3 separate regions of the Zea mays genome follow, and regions 2 and 3 are each linked to region 1. Evidence: chromatin contacts called from public Hi-C data. All regions are on one chromosome and are shown on one strand. The core of a region is the stretch at or near the end of the contact, and the rest is flanking DNA. Distances in the headings are between cores, read along the strand shown. Region 1 holds the start of LOC100284488 (protein binding protein). Region 2 holds the start of LOC542654 (nucleosome/chromatin assembly factor A104). Region 3 holds the start of LOC100273131 (sucrose transporter BoSUT1).

Region 1 (2,514 bases), core at 11-2,510:
CAGCAAAACCACTGCACCAGAGATATCTTTACATGTTTATATAAATTAATTAGTTTGCAGTCAGTATAACAAATATGTTCGAGGTCTTACATATGACCGTCTAAACTCCTTTAGGCCTCGTTCGTTTTGGCTGGATAAGCCCATTCCCTGCCTTATTCCGGCAGGAACGAATCAGCACAGTTTAGAATCTGGTCCAGTCTCCTAGAGTTGTTCGTTTTGATCTGGGCTGGAAACAAACCCATCTGATTTTAATTCCCATCCCTCAATCCTTGGCCTGGAACGAGTCCAGGTGACCTACCTTCTGGACTGGATCCGGATCTGGAAACGGGCTGGTGACAGGAATAAATGACAACCCATGATTCACTCGATCCTGGGCTGGCTTTGTTACTGACCTGACTTGGATCTTGAGCTGCCGAACAAGACCTTAAAGTAATAATATATACATATTGATCATGGTGGAAATAATGCAGGTAAAATAATAATATGCATATAATATTATAATGGCGAAACATGTATTTCCGTATTTGTGAAATATGTGCCAGGCAACACAAAAATCGTTGTATTACGATCAATTTGCATATAAACAATTTTAGGCGTAATACACACGAACCTTATAAAATCTACGGTTTCACAACATCTCCGGCCAAACGATTTTTTAACTTTTTCACATCCGACAGCTCACAGCAACTTTTCTATATAAATAGCTGAACCTAAGCACTTCACAATCACATGGCATAATTATTAGCCTTGGTCTAATAAATGTTGTTAACATGTCCAAAAGTTAAACTTTACTAATCTTAAAGCTATCTTAATCATTCTGGTACACAGTTGACTGTAACATGTTTTGTTTTGGCACCACGCAACGGTTATACCACATTTTTAGACCAAGAGATGCAGTCGCACAGCCATTCATTCACAAATCAACAGCGCTGAATCCTGGATGGGTGCATTTGCGGGGGTAGTTAGCAAATACTACCCGTCAGGGATCTATTAATGGATTCTGGATAATGTTCAAGCGGGAATCCGAATACCCGTTCGTTACAGATCGCCAGCGATTTACACATACTCTGACTGTCATGTGGGACCAGAACCGGCGGGAGCCACATGTCATCTAAGGTAATCTAATCCGCACGGTTCCGTCACTTGGCGCACGATAAAAAGCCGCGAGACGAACGCGAACGAAGTGCGGGAAATAGTTTCTCTCTCTCTTCTTCTTGTAAGATATTTCGGAGTAGGAAGTGCGTGCCTTCCTCGCAGCTCATTCGCCGAGGTAACATCCCCTGCCCTTCCTCACATTTCCTCCCTGTTCGTCCGTAATAGTCGTTTCCGAACCTTGCGTTTCGTGGGATTTGTCGAGGCGAGGGCTTCGATTTGACCCAGGAATCGCCCAAATCCGCTTGTCTTCGACTTCAGTTCATCCCCACGAATTTCTAGGGTTTTAGTGTCGATTTTGTCCCCCTTCATTACATTTGATTGGCGGTGAATTGGGCCCCGTTTTGATGATTCCTTGGGTTCGTTGGACGGCAGGAAACGAGATCCTCTAGAGGTTTGTGCTGTTTAGCGTGAGTTTTTTTGGGGCCGATTTGCTTTGCTCGCATGGGGGATCATGTCGCGGTGGATGTTGGGGAGCTCGTAGCGTCCCGAGTCGGTGAGGCAGCGGGGCTAGTGTCCGGCGCCAAGGAGGAAACAGAGGCGCTGATTGGGATGGTGGAGTGCCGCATTTGCCAGGAGGAGGACCTCAGGAAGAACCTCGAGAGCCCCTGCGCTTGCAACGGCAGCCTCAAGGTGCGTGCTGGCTTACTTCTCTTCAAACCAGAGATTCTGGGTCCATCATCCCATCTTGCTTATGCTGTTTGCCTCTGGTTCATTCTATTGTCAATTCATAGATGAGAAATTCTTAAATCTAAGTATATAAAATGCACGCATCAACAAAGCAAAATATCACATTAAGACTTAGCCTGAAGCTTTGTTAGGGCGTAACATAGCTGTTGGTTTCCATGCTGATTGCTAACTTATGCACTCTGTATAAGTTGTTACTTCAGATGTTGTGGCCTTTCAGATAAATCTCCATATTAGGTTCCTCTTCACTTGTGATATAAATCCTGTTTGGTGCTGTGGCTCATGATATTTTCATGAAAAAGTAGTTGCACAAAGTGATGCTAGCAGAGTAGATAAAAGCATGCCTGGTTTAATCGTCGATGTTGCTTAGAGCTTAGGACATTCTTTGCACTTGTTGTTAGCTACTTTTTGTAACCTTAACAAACAAGTAACAAGGGCTAGGTATCTTTTGTGGGTTGCCTTCAACTGAATACATCGGTCATTATCATTGTTTATAAGTGGTCTAACCGCCTACCTAAGTTTGTCTTTTACCATCCTGTATGTGCAAACCATTGCATAAATCTGTTTGCTAATTTTGTTATACTACATCTGTTCGCACAGTATGCTCACAGAGAATGTGTGCAACGATGGTGCAATGAGAAAGGGGATACAATCTGTGAAATCTGCCATGAGGTA
Region 2 (2,514 bases), core at 8-2,507, 200 kb before region 1:
GACACCCACGTTACATCCTTATAGAGTAGTAGAGAAGTGACTAATCTTTAGTCACTTTTATTTTAGCTCATTAGATGCAAACATGCCCTTATCGACGAGTATATATACTGGAAAGTTTTAAACATGATAGTATAAATAAAATAAGTATAAATTAATTATTTTTCTATAAAAAGCTGTGAAAACAATCCAAACCTGATGGAAAGCATGCACATCCCCATTAGGGCACGACCGAGCATATCTGGGAGACTGATGCGGCAACACACATGACAGGAGTGGCTAGGAGCGGTGCGGCTTCACATGCGACGTGCATGACTTGCGGGGTGACGCGTGACCATGAAATCCTATGACTATGAGAATTTAATTTATAACATACATCTGACTCCAACAATTTAATCTAGAACTTCCATCTAATTGTAAGAAATCAATCTAGATTGAACATATTTATTAAACCATGAGTTTAGAGCAGATAAAAAAAATGACGTACCATGTTTCTTGATTGAGCGAACAGAGACAAAACCTGCCATATAGGACAATTCACAAGGTTTAGGGTTTAGACTTTGAATTCTCCTATTAGTAACAAAGGCGCTAGTAAGATATAGAACGCTTATTATACATTCACTTCTCACGGTGGCATAAACACAAAGAGACAATATTAGTTTTTATGGTTTCCACTGTCATCGTTATCCCCCAATTTAAATGGTAAAATTAAGCCCAAATAGATATTAGAATCATGTTTATTGGCTACAAACCTACATTCACACTCAACTAACCAACAAAACATACATATCTTTGTATTTTATATTCTATATTAAGTATAAATGGAAACCATAGCAATGTATGGATACTTTGCTATTTGGTATTAACCCCACAATCCTCTGTAGGGTTTAACAAGTAGTAGGAACTCATTGGATGAAAATATATAAAGAAACGTTTTAAATATGGTAATATAAGTACAATAAGTAAAAGGAAAACTAAATCGGGTATCCAATTGTCTCATTCCTACGTTCCCTACACAGCTGCACTGTCACTTATGGGTCCGAAGCCGCCGAACGCACAATGACAAGCATAAGCCGGGCCGCACCTAATCCTTAGGGTTAGGGTTTTAGAAAACCCCCATGGGAGTGGACAGTCCCGCACCGATCCGACGGCCCGGCCCACCCGAAGCCGACCCAATACTCCACGAGCGCGAATCTCAGCACCTCCCTATATAATAGAGCTCGCGCGGGCACCACTGCCTTCTCCCAGCTCCGCCTCCCTTTCCTACCTTCTTCCCTCCGTCTCCCAGCTCGCGCAGGCAGGCGACACAGCGACGCTAAAAACCCTAGAGCGAGGAGGCGTGCCAGGCCAGCGGTTTGCGATGACGGCACCGGCGGACAAGGGGAAGAAGGCCAAGACCGATGCCGACGGCGGCGAGGAGAACGAGCAAATCGACGGCGCCCTTGTCTTCTCCATCGAGAAGCTCCAGGAGATTCAGGACGAGCTCGAGAAGGTCAGCCGCAAGCCTCTTCTTCCTATCCTTCGTGCGGTGTGATGGGTTATGGGTGGTTGGTACTGTTGGATTTGGTAGTGGGGTTTGGGTAGGACCGTAGGAGCGTAAGGTTGTGTTTTGGTATGCTGGAATTGTCCGGCACTGAGCAGTATCGGTTCAGTTGTTGCTAGTTCTGTTCGGGCACTGTGCCAATTGTGCCGCTGGAGGTTGGAGGACGGAATTATAGTGACAGTGTGTAGCTAGAGCGTAGGAGGCTTGTGTCCTGGCTGATACGTAAGGTGCTTCTGGTGGCTGAACTCAGTAACTTTTATTATATTACAGTTTTTTATAGCGTTATAAAACATGTCTAGTTTAGTCACAGCATATGGTAGGTGATTTTGATGTGGATACTGTGGAGTTTTTTATGCTCGAGGCAGGGGTTGGTTCCTGTGGAAGTTTTTATGCTGCATTTATAATCAAAATTAAGCAACGCAGATCATGTGTTCAAAAACACTTGGTACCTTGCGCGCTCTGTTACTCCATGTCACCCATCCATGGCATACATACGAGTCGATTTTTTGTTGAAAAAGGATGTCTTTTTAAGACAAGCCCATCATTGGTCCGAGCTATACTATTTACTATGGAAATTTTATGAATGAAATGAAACATAGCACTGCCATGCTTATGATACCTTTGTTCATTGCTGACAGGTTAATGAGGAAGCAAGTGACAAGGTTATGGAGGTGGAGCAGAAATACAGTGAGATTCGCAGACCTGTCTATCTCAAGAGGGGTGACATTATCAAGACCATCCCGGACTTTTGGCTCACAGCGGTTTGTAGGCTACTCTGTGCTATACAAATGTGTCTTTCTGCAATTCTGCTGGAAGTGTTTATGGATGCGTGCGATTCTAATTTGTTGTGTTATGTGCTGTTGACCTACAGTTTTTGAGCCATCCTCTACTAAGTGAGCTTCTGACTGAAGAGGATCAGAAGGTATTCTATACCTCAAACAATTTACTTCCCAATCCCTTGAAATTATGAATAT
Region 3 (2,514 bases), core at 6-2,505, 150 kb before region 1:
TACAGCGTTCATCAGTTTCCATTCGTGTGAAAATAAATTGGAGGATAAGGACAACTTTACTGACGTTGCACCACTCCATCTGTTTCCAGCTTTGCCAACCCATATTAGCCGTTACATATGGACTGTCTGCGTAAAAAAAATACGCATTTTGTTGTTTCACCACTCAATATTTTTATAGAGCAAATTTTGCTGATTTAGCTACTCTCTAAAATAGATTTCACAAAAGAAGATTAGACTAATCCAACAGAATTAGTAAATTCAGAATTCTGTATGGCGAGTGAGGTAGACTATCAAAAAAGAGAATGAATATGTAGATGAAGATCTACTAATTTTAAGAGCTATTTACAAAGTCTATTAGAGACATTTTCTTATAATAATAACCAAATTTACCTTTACAAAATAATATGACTAGTCTTTTGGAGTTGCTCCAATAAAACATATAAAATGGTACTAGTATGTGTGTAAACCTTTAACTTCTCGAAAAGGGACATATTTTTTTAGTGAGACAGAATATCATTAGTGAAAAATTGACTTTTGGATTGGATCTGATAAGCTAAATGGGAAACGTACATGCGTCGGTCGGTGTCCATTAGTTACTTGACAGCGTCCAGCTCTGGTCACGGTTTGAGATTCTATTCTACCAGAGTAGTGTTTGAAGATAAGATAGAATTTAATCACTATATATATATACAATCAAACTAAACACAAGTAGAAGTGTAATATAAGAAGAAGAAAAAAAAATCTAGACAATGTTTGGTATGACTTTAGAACAAAATTCTAAGAAAGAGCTGGCAAGAGCAATAAACACCCTAACTAACAAGTTGTATACTCTCGCATGTAAAATTGCAACTCCATTAAAAACAATCCAATTAATCCAATTTGTTGATGTTGCCCCTATATCTTTTTTTTTCTACCAACTATACTACGTATCTTGATGAATCTCCATCAATGCTTGGCAAAACCCCCCTACCAAGAAACAGATTAAGGACGGGAATACGGGATGGATAGCCTTCCCAAACGGATAAAACCTTCGGCCCGCCGTCTCGCTGCCGGTGGGGCACACGCCATAAACCACACGCGCCGGCCGCCCCCGCCCGTGGCCTTTAAAAAACCCCCGCTCCCGGCGCTCGCTTTTCGCTATCCCCGTGTCCTCCAGGTCCAACTCCACCCAACCCCACCCCGTCCCGTGATCGTTTGCCCGTCCCTATCGTTCTCTCTCCCCCCCTTTTTTCCTGCGACCAATCCGCGCGCTTTTGTTTTTGTTCCTGCTCCTCGGCCCTCGCACCGCGCGCCGCCGACGCCGCATCCATGAACGGTGACGGCAGCAAGGAGGACGCCAACAGGCGCCTCGAGTGGGCCACCTTGAACATGGAGCGCGCCGTCGTCGTGAGCGAGACGACGAAGGGCGACGGCAATGGCAATGCAGGCCGGAAGGCGCCGATAAGCATCGTCCGGCTCTTCTTGGCCTGCATGGTCTCCGGCGGCATCCAGTACGGCTGGGCGCTGCAGCTCTCCCTCCTCTCGCCCTACTCTCAGGTACAGTTCATGCCCATGTCGTCTTTTGTCCTGTGGTGTCTGTCTGTCTGTCTCTCTCTGTTCATACATGCCTGTTTGGTTTTCTCTGCCAATTTTTTTTCCGTGGCCTGATCGACCTTTGATATGCATGCCCAGACTCTTGGGATCTCGCACAGCTACGTGTCTCTGACATGGATCTGCGGGCCTATCGCCGGATTTGTGGTACGTACGTGCATTTTCTTGCTTGTATACTATAGTATAATTTCTGAGATCTTATCCCTCTTTGTATTTGGATAAAGATAAAGAACGTTAAATTCTGTCGAAGTAAATCCGTGCAGTTTATGGAACTGCTCGCCTCTACTACGATTTATTTCCGTCTTTTATTTCCTAGCTTTAAGGTCTTAATTACCAAGATTTATCTTCAAGGGATAAGATGAGAAAGTTATTAATCACCAAGAGATCCGTTTTCACACGTCCGGCCAGTCATCTTCTTCCTCCATCTTTTTCCGATGCGAGGCATTGAATGAATTGACGTCGTCGTTGGCAGGTGCAACCCATCGTGGGCTACTACAGCGACCGGTGCACCTCGAAGATGGGCCGGAGGAGGCCCTTCATCCTCGCGGGATGCATCATCATCTGCCTCTCTGTAAGCAAGCGCACTTTTCCGTTGCGATTCCTCCTTTGTTCTCTACCTCTACCTGTACTGTACTTCGACTACAGTACCGATTTCCTCGGCGTTCTGAGAAAAAAAAAACTGACTGCTGGTGGTCCGGGTCCGGCAAGGTGTTGGTGATCGGGTTCTCGGCGGACATCGGGCGGCGCCTCGGCGACACCAAGGAGCACTGCAGTACGTTCACCGGCTCCCGCTGGTCCGCCGCCGCCGTCTACATTGTCGGATTCTGGTTCCTCGACTTCGCCAACAACACGGTCCAGGGACCGGCTCGCGCGATGATGGCCGACCTGGCCGGTGAGCACGTCGCAAGTTGAATTTGATCACAC

Evidence for each region. A called contact is a pair of places that touch in the nucleus more often than the background predicts.
Region 2: a Hi-C map of bundle sheath shows a contact between it and region 1, with 4 times the contacts expected there. The contact joins the promoter of LOC542654 here to the promoter of LOC100284488 in region 1. A contact is called at or near these places in 2 of 25 Hi-C or Micro-C datasets (bundle sheath and leaf).
Region 3: a contact with region 1 is called in a Hi-C map of tassel, with 2.1 times the contacts expected there. The contact joins the promoter of LOC100273131 here to the promoter of LOC100284488 in region 1. A contact is called at or near these places in 3 of 25 Hi-C or Micro-C datasets (endosperm, leaf and tassel).

What each region holds. Positions count from the first base shown.
Region 1 is chr5:179,899,070-179,901,583 of Zm-B73-REFERENCE-NAM-5.0, forward strand. It overlaps LOC100284488 (protein binding protein), which reads left to right and starts at 1,261. Exons shown (of 7, transcript NM_001157383.1): 1 at 1,261-1,785; 2 at 2,440-2,511. The coding sequence starts at 1,597.
Region 2 is chr5:179,697,529-179,700,042 of Zm-B73-REFERENCE-NAM-5.0, forward strand. It overlaps LOC542654 (nucleosome/chromatin assembly factor A104), which reads left to right and starts at 1,258. Exons shown (of 10, transcript NM_001112178.2): 1 at 1,258-1,489; 2 at 2,179-2,301; 3 at 2,412-2,462. The coding sequence starts at 1,358.
Region 3 is chr5:179,749,392-179,751,905 of Zm-B73-REFERENCE-NAM-5.0, forward strand. It overlaps LOC100273131 (sucrose transporter BoSUT1), which reads left to right and starts at 1,256. Exons shown (of 10, transcript NM_001147578.1): 1 at 1,256-1,536; 2 at 1,672-1,737; 3 at 2,063-2,161; 4 at 2,299-2,482. The coding sequence starts at 1,309.